Linked DNA regions of Sus scrofa: region 2 is linked to region 1. A link is a contact called in public Hi-C data. All regions are on one chromosome and are shown on one strand. The core of a region is the stretch at or near the end of the contact, and the rest is flanking DNA. Distances in the headings are between cores, read along the strand shown.

Region 1 (4,317 bases), core at 1,010-3,509:
GATCAGGAGAGGGAACGCGTTCCCTGTCAGATAATACAGTTCTCTCTCTAGATAGGTGTTTTAAAAGATAGGCAGATGAGAGGCATTTTGGCAAATATTTACACCAACCATTTTGATCTGTGATGTGTGTTTTTAAAGCATCCCAATTCTTTTTTTAAAAAAATTTATGTACAGCAGGTGAGTTTTAAACCTAACATTTTAGAGTCGCCGTACAATTCATTCCTTCTCCTTCGTTTTACCGATTTGCCCTTAGTTGTAAAAAACACTCGAAGGCAACCCAAATGGCTCAGGGATCCGGGAGTGCGTCAGTGCCCTGGTCAGAGGCCTACAGCCTCTCGCCCAAGACCTACCTCTCAGTGTGTTGCCTTCCTTGACTTTGGGGTCAAATTCTGCCGACAAAATGCGGTCAATTCCAAATTTGAGGTCCTTGCTGGAGGGGGCCGGGGCGGAGCCGCTATGGTGGGGGTTCGGGACCACCCGGGGCCCGGAGGCCGGGGGCTGCAAGGCGCCAGCCCGAGGAGGAGGCGGAGGCTGTTGCTGCTGCGGTTGTTGTTGCTGCTGTTGTTGCTGTGGGTGATGGTGGTGGTAGGCGGCTGAGAGTGGAGACAGCCGCTGCGGGAAGCCAGCCGGGACTTCGGAGGGCGCCACCACCGGGGTGGGTCGAAGCGGGGATCTGGCGGCTGCCTGGAACGAGGCGTGCGGGTGAGCCGATCCCAAGTGCGCGGTGAGGGCGGCGGCCGAGGCCCCAGCCAGACCCTCCGGGGCCGCCCCCGGCTCCCCAACGCCGGCGTGGAGGATGTCCGCGATGCAGAAGGAGGGTTTCTTGACGGCAGCGGGGTCCAGGGGGAAGGAGCAACCGCCCGGGCCGGCGGAGGAGCAGTAGGCGGCCGACCAGAGGCTGAAGTTGGGCGCGTAGAAGGGAGCCAGCCCCGCGGCGAACATCCTGGCGGGGTGAGGCCAGCGGCCGCTGCGGCCTGCCGGGGCCGAGTGGGTGAGTGGGTTCGCGGAGAGGGGCGCGCTAAGTCCAGGAGGGGGCGGCAGCCCAGCCGGGGTCGATCCACTTACACTTCTCGGTCCGAACTGAAGCGAAGCCAGGGAGCCCTAGCGCCACCGACGGAGGAGGCGAGGCCCGGATCCCAGCCGGTCACAGCCTCGGGCCCTGGCCTCACTTTAAAGGCGGCTCGGCGCCCGCGCTCCCCGCGGGCTGGAGGCGAGCGAGGGGCGCTCGGGCGGCTGGGCGGGCGGGTGCGCGGCTCCGCACACGCCAGGGAAGCCAGGGAAGCCAGGGAAGCCAGGGAGACGGGGCCGGGCACCGAAAGAAACAGCCAAACAGCTAAGGCTTGAGAAATAAATTTAAAACAACAACAATAATAATCCGTTAGTTTAAAAAAAAAAAGTAATAAGAGGGGAAAAAAAAGAAAAAAAAAAACTCCTCTCTAAAAACTCCCAAAGTTTTGGCAGGAGCTTTCGAGTCAGACCCAGGGTAGGACCTCGATCAGGGCGTTCATTGGCCATGCTGGTGACCAATGGGAGCGGGGAGTGGAGGGGAACTGGGTAAGGGGGCGTGGCCCGCCCCCTCGGCCACGCCCCAGCCACGCCAAACTGTTTGCTGCTGCCGCGTGGGTTGAGCCCAGTCGGGCGTCCTTCTCCGAAGAGTACGATCCGGGACCGACCGAGGTTCCAGGGTGTTCTAACCTTCAGCTACGGCAGCTCCGAACCGGCGCCAGGTGTGGAGAGTTGGTCACAGCGCTCCTGGAGCGCTCGCCTAGGGAAGCTGGTGCTCCCCTAAATTAACGCGGGTGCAAGGCCCGCCTCCTGGGACTCTGGGGGCGCCCTAGGTTTCCCAACTCTTTACTTAAGTGGGGCCTGATTTTCTCCACTCGGCCTTTATCCCGAGAGTCATTGTCCCCTACAAGGCTCCATCTTTTATGAGTTCCCGCCCCTACGCTGCCCTGCCCTGAGCTCTCGCGCGGGATTGCTGCGGCACTGGGTCAGCCCCACCCAAGTCAGCCCCGCGTCCGCTCCTCTGCCTCGGAGATCCTCTGGGAAGAGAGGAGGGGCGGCCACAAATTAGCTTTATTCCGAGCTGTCACGCACTGACAATTTGAATGAGTAACTTTTCAAACAAAATAAGATGGATGTCTACGAACGTCTCCCTCGGACGCGGCCAAACCTTCCCCCAGCCTAAGAGACAACAAAACAGGCCGCCGTCCGAAACAGGGAGAGCGGCACGCGCGGTCCGCTCCTCTGCAGTACCTTGTAGGAAATGTCACCCTACCTCCTCCTCTGCCACATCCCCGATCACGTGGGGTCTGTAGTTTTGCAAGTGCCCACGAGAGCAGATTTCCTTGGGGTTAAATACTGCTCCCAATCCCGTGGCTGTTTCCCCACAGGGCCTGGTCGCAGGAGAAGCTGCAGTGGTGGCCGAGGTCTTCCACTCGTACTTGGGGTCTTCAGAGCGCAGAGCGCGTGTAGTGGGGGGTTTTCTGCAGCATCAACATCTCTATTTTAAGAATTCGTTCTCTTTTAAATTATAGTCCTAACGGGTTTCCCCACCCCTCTCCCAAACAAACCACAGGCCACCCAGATGAGCTTTTCTTGCACATTTTCAGGAAGAAAATAAAATAATAACAATAATGAAACCACGAAAGCTTTTGTTTTCGATTGTCCTAATAAGCATCTTCTAACAGAACTTCCGCACCTCTGTGGCATTTTTTAAAAGTTCATTTCAGTTAACAGGTCTTACCAAAGAGAAACCCAGAAAGGCAAATGACTTTACTGTGCCTCTCTCGAGTCCAGAATTTGGGCTAGTTCATTTCTAGTGGTTTCTAGCCTCGGGTTGCAGATGCTGTCATCTTAAGCTTTTGACTTTCTCCCGGAAAGTATCAATCACGAATCAATCACTTCTGACCAGCCAGCACTGAAAACAAGCACACCCTCCACCCAACACCCACCCCACCCAGCCTCTGTCTCTCTCTCTACCTCTTTTACTAAAGGGGTTTCTTGCCCAGCTCTCGGCAGCCGGGACAGAGGTGTCAGCAGAGGTGGAAAGAAATGATGGATCTGCTGCTGCACTAGCACCTGGGGTGGGAGAGGCGCCCAGGGGCAATGAGGCCAACAAGGATGTATAAGGCCTTCTGAGTCGTTGGACCCGCCCTCAAAAGCTCCAGCGCCGGCAATAGATGCAAAGGCTGTGGATTCCAGCGAGCCTTGGGTCCGAGGGCGCTGCCTCTGCAGAACTTGGCAGCCCTGGGGGAAAGTCGCTAGCGCCAGCCAGCGTAGATCTGGTGGCCTTAAGCCCTCTCTTCCTCCTTTTTCTGGTGTCACTTCCAATTCCGTTGCAAACATCAAACCTTGGCCTAAGCATGAATTCACTGTACCAAACGGGCCGCATTTAGGCCTCGCCCCAGGCAGCCGGCCCCAAAATGAGACGCGATCCTGTGGGTGGGCACAGGGTGCAGATCGGGCTGGAAGGCGAGCCCTCTGGGTTTCCAGCTGGGCCCACCACCGCATCTGCAGCATTTCAAGGCCTGAGCACGGGGCGGGAGGGGAGAAAACTAGGCCCCAAGGGCGCGTTTCCGCCCCCTCGCCCGCCTCGTGCTCCTCTTTTCCCGCTAGGCCCAAGGTTCAATTTAAATGGCAACTTGTCCCGCGCGTCCCTCGGCTTTCCCAGACCCTTGGCTTCGTTGCACCGGCATCAGCCCCGCCCGGACCCACTCGGAGCTCCCGGAGGGAAACGCGAAAAAGGAAATTTGGGGAAGGACCTCCTGCCTCCTCTCCACACTGCACCCCGGCCCAGGCCTGGGCTCTGCGGGCTCCTGGCCGTCTTTTGAGTCTTCAGAATCCCCTCCCCCTTACACCCCCACTCCTCCGAACCAAGAAAGCAGCAGGAAACCCTGGACTCGCTGGAGTTCAGGTCATCTCCTGTTTTTGATGGGCTCAAACTCGGACTAAATGAGCGGATGTGCCTGCGAGATTGGTCTCAAAATAGAAGTGGCCTTAGTATTTTAGGATACTGCAGAAATCCTTATTTCTTCCGGAGAAAAACTCTATAATGACTCCTAGCACTTCCCCTTTCAATATTTGTGCAACTTTATCTCCACCGACAAGTTGCTCGGGTGACGCAAATCCGCCCTTGTGTATTACAACGACCAAAATAAATGCGCGGAAATCAATTCCCTTCTAGCAATGAAAATATAAATATACAGCTGCGACTTTCCCCTTTAATCTTTGCTTTCCGAGCGGCTCCGGACTGTGGCAAAATGAACTGGTCCAGAGCAATTGAGACGGGGCGGGGAGGCCCTGGGGGCTGAGGCG
Region 2 (4,455 bases), core at 582-3,081, 43 kb before region 1:
CCATGTGCCAATATTGAATCACATGGTCAAGCCCCAGCTGCAGTAGAGGTTGAGAAAGCCAGTGTCTGACAATTCTAGCCTCTGTGATGGAACATGAGCTGCATTAGAAAAGTGTGTAACCAAACTAAAAAATTTTTTAAAAACTTAAAAAAGAGGTACAAACTACTAATAAAAAATAAACAAGTTACAAAGATATGTTGTACAGCACAGGGACTAAAACCAGTATTTTATAATAATTATAACTGGAGCATAATCTATAAAATTTTGACTCAGTATGTTGCATACCTGAAACTGATGTAATATCGCAAGTCAACAATACCTCGAAAAAAGTAAGAAATTCTGGAAAACCTATTATTTCAAAAAAAAAAAACCCGCAAAATATAATGTCTACTAAAAACTCAAAAAAAAAAAAGAAAGAAAAAGAAAAGTGTATAACCAAGAATGTCTGCCTAGCAAATAAGTGACTTGTGCAGAAACTGTGGATGTTTATTCAAACACTGTGAGTTTTTATTATCCTATAATAATAGTTGTGTATTAATTATTATTAGCTTATTAGATGTGGCATTAAAACATTTAATCCCCGCAATTGTGCAGCCAAATAGTCTAGTCTTTCAAAATGGATGGACCACAACCACGGAAAGGCTGAGCACTAGTTTAGGACACGGTAGTAAGTGGTACTCATGCAAATGAAACGCTATGGAGGCGACTGGAGAATAAGCCAGGAGGTCTCCATATATCCATATGACACTCATCCCTTCATTCATTTCATAATTAGCTTTTGAACATCTGCTATGTATCTGGAAGCATTTACCACAGTGAGTAAAGCTAAGTCCCTGCCCTCATGGAATTTACACCTAGTGTGTGTGACCCCATCACCTTTAGTCCCCAAGACCCCAAGAGTGTATCATCCTAGGTTTCCAGGAGTTTTTATTAATGCGCTTCTCCATGTCTCTTTTGCCAGTACTTGTGTGCTTATACTCTGCTTCTTGGCAACTTTGTCTCGTGTCTATAAATGTTCTGATACAAGTGTGTCCTGTCTCCATCAGGTCTGCCAAGTTTGAAGAATAAGAAAAGAACTTCCATGAATTTGGAACCCCACAAAGGACATACTATTCATCTTAGTTACAGTGGCAATTTGGCAGAGTAGAAAAAATGCAGACTAGGGCACTCAGCCTAACGTTCTTACTTCTTAGCCATATAGCCTTGGACAGGGTATTTCTTGAGCCTGTGTTTCTCCGATGACAATGAGCAAGTTCAGAGCGCCCGTGTTGCTCTAAATGCTGTAATTACACTAAGCCTTGGTGCAGAGCTCACCCAAAGTTAAGCTGCAGGGCTGGCGTGCTGGAGACACTCCGTAAGTAATGGACTTCCCTGCTACCTGACCTTCTCCTTTCATCGGCCACTTGTTAAATAAAGCCAACCCCTAGCAGCAGGTGGCCAAGCCAGTCAATCGATGCCTGCACATGGCATGGGGATCTGCTAATTGCTCCACAGGCTCCAAAATCTAAATTGGTAAGGTGGCTCAGCTGCCAAGGACACCAAGTTTTCCTCTGTGCCTCCAGCTGCCCGCAGCCCCGCTCCTGAGAATTCCAGTGAAAACTCTCATTCTCTGGAGACAGCTCAGCAGTGCGCACTGTTTAAAAATAAGTCACTTGGACCCTGACCTGACATTTAGGAGGAAACAGAAGACAGTTAGTGCCCTCTTTGATTTCTTTACCATCAAGAAAAAAAAAAAATGAAACGAGGGGGATTTTGACACTTGTCTCATGATTCAGCTTCTCAGCTGTCACCCTGACTGTTCCCGGACTACGCGTGAGGTGAACGGAGGGCCTGAGAAGAGGCAAGGAATCTCAAGAAAACGTCAAGCTCCACTATGTATTCGGGTGGCAGAGCACGGTATAGACTCACTGTCATGAATTAAATCATGAGTATTACTATTTCTGCATAGACAAATGTGTGCTGAGGTTTTTTCCCACATAATCAACTGAGTCTCCCAGCAACTCAAAAAAGAAAAAGAAAAAAACAAAACAAAACAAAAAAACACATCTGCTCTTGTGAGCTCTCTCATCACAGATGTCCTTCCTGAGTTTTAAACCACGGCATCGGCCTGGGCTTCCTGCTAGGAAGTATGGGTAACTTAGCATGTGTTGGGGAAGAGCCTGAGCACATATTTTTTCCTTTGCCATTCTAGAAGCATGGCGTGGAACCCATACATCAAAGCCTCACCATGTCCCTGGCACATCCTCTCCTAGCTGCTGGACCTGTAGTGGTTGAATGTAGCCGAATGGAGTGGAGACGTGGAGGAGGGAGGGAGGGAGGGGAAACAGATGGAGAGAGAAAGCTCCCCCCACCCCACCCCGCCCCCAAGGGCCCCTGTCTATGGAGCTGTGTCCTCTTAAAGAAAAAGAGTAGTGTCCAGAATCCCCAGAGGCCGGGGATCGAACCTGCATCCTCATGGGTACTAGTCAGATGCATTACCTCGGAGCCACAGCAGGTACTCCAACTATGACATTTAGACTGGATAAGCAATGAGGTCCTGCTGTACTGCACAGGGAGCTCTCTCCAATCTCTTGGGATAGACCATGATGGAAGCTAACATAAGAACAAGAAGGTATATATGTGTATGACTGGGTCACCGTGCTGTACAGCAGAAATTGACTCAACCCTGTAAATCAGCTATACCCAAATACAAATAAATTATATTTTAAAAGAAAATATCTCAGAAGTCACTTGTTTTTGAATGGCGCTGTGTTAGGTAGCATTACATGGACATGCCCGTTTTGTCAGAACATTCGGGTATAATGGGAAGTAGGGCTCAGTTCGGCCCCACTGGAATAAAACCACAAAGCAAGGTATTCACAGAGGGCAAAAGATGTGGGCAGCACAAGTCAGGATATTCGGAGTTACTTTCCACCTCCCTCACCTCACCCAGGCCAGCACATGAAGACATGGCTCTCATGGAGTTCCCGCCGTGGCACAGTGGTTAATGAATCCAACTAGGAACCATGAGGCTGCGGGTTCAATCCCTAGCCTTGCTCAGTGGGTTAAGGATCTGGCATTGCTGTGAGCTGTGGTGTAGGTTGCAGATGCGGCTTGGATCCCACATTGCTGTGGCTCTGGCGTCGGCTGGCAGCTACAGCTGCAATTGACCCCTAGCCTGGGAACCTCCATTTGCCGTGACTGAGGCCCTAGAACAGGCAAAAAGACCAAAAAAAAAAAAAAAGACATGGCTCTCAGCATCCCCTTACGACCTTAGCTTAGGTTCTCATGTGCAAAGAGTCAGAACTTTCCATGCACCTGTGAGGAGAGGGGCTGTGGTCCAGAAGGCCTAAAGGAAGGTCGGTGGTCTCAGGGTCCCTCTCCTCTGGCTTCCCCCACATCTTCCATGATTCCTGCTAGTAAGGGATTCATTTCATTCTTCTTGGACTAAAGTATGTTTTTTTCTCTTTGACTTTAAAATGTAAGCAGCTCTGGAGTTCCCTTTGTGGCTCAGCGGTGACAAACCCAACTAGAATCCATGAGGATGCGGGTTCTATCACTGGCCTTGCCCAATGGGCTAAGGATCTGGCGTTGCCCTGAGCTGTGGTATAGGTGGCAGATCTGTGGTGTAGGCTCGGATCTGGCATTGCTATGGCTGTGGTGGAGGCTGGCAGTGCAGCTCCAATTCGACCCCTAGCCTGGAAATTTCCATATGCCTCGGGTGGAGCCCTAAAAAACCAAAAACCAAACAAACAAAAAAACGAGATATAATAGTTTGCATCTACCAAAAGCAAACTCCTCTTCCATCCCACTCCCTCCTGCTCCCCCTTGGCAACAAGTCTGTTCTCTGTGTCCATGAGTCTGCTTCTGTTTTGCAGATAGGTTCATCTGTGCCATATTTTCTGAAGATAATAATCCTGAGAAACTGGTCCCCATCTCCAGCAGATATTTGCTCCCAAATGGACAGTGAATTCACTGTAGTCCCCAGATCGAAATGCAGGGTGAGCTTTCAACTGCAGGGGATTTCTGGGGGCCTCCCTTCTAATCCATTATAAGTACACACGCGCTGCCTGCAATGATAATCTGCCTGCAGTGGAGCAGAACTGGAATGTCCCTCAGCCACCCCATGTCATCTCGCTCGGCTCCAACACCGTTCTGTTTGTACTCCTCCATCACCTTCATTTGTTTAAGAGGCCTGACAAGGCAAACACTCCTGATGCGATGTTTACATTGCAGCTTTTCACTGGAGCTTATTAAACTCATCGTTACTTCATATAAGCTGCAGATATGTGACTAGGGCCCGTGAGTGTTGACAGTGAGTAACAGACACCCTGTCACAAGGTAACGTGTTTATATACTCCACTGGGTGCCTGGTGGATTTTGTCCCTGTAAAACTATCACAGATAATGAAGCTACTATCAGATAAGCAGCCATAATAAATGGCCACAATTAGGTCTCTGGTTAATGAAAACACTT

The links. Hi-C and Micro-C count contacts between places; a contact is called where the count stands out from the background.
Region 2: a contact with region 1 is called in a Hi-C map of skeletal muscle, with 2.5 times the contacts expected there. The contact joins the enhancer-like site here to the promoter of HLX in region 1. A contact is called at or near these places in 1 of 5 promoter capture datasets (liver) and 3 of 47 Hi-C or Micro-C datasets (embryonic fibroblasts, liver and skeletal muscle).

What each region holds. Positions count from the first base shown.
Region 1 is chr10:10,261,383-10,265,699 of Sscrofa11.1, reverse strand. HLX (H2.0-like homeobox protein) reads right to left here and starts at 2,259. Exons shown (of 4, transcript XM_021064336.1): 1 at 351-2,259. The coding sequence starts at 942. It overlaps MARC1 (mitochondrial amidoxime-reducing component 1), which reads right to left. Exons shown (of 9, transcript XR_002336192.1): 9 at 1,233-1,339.
Region 2 is chr10:10,303,792-10,308,246 of Sscrofa11.1, reverse strand. No RefSeq gene overlaps it. Among named protein-coding and RNA genes, the nearest start is that of HLX, 43 kb to the right of the region's middle. Within about 2 kb of position 1,831, at least 1 of the 83 cell types and tissues checked has an H3K27ac peak or open chromatin away from gene starts, as enhancers often do. A contact at or near this core is called in skeletal muscle, where this site is marked.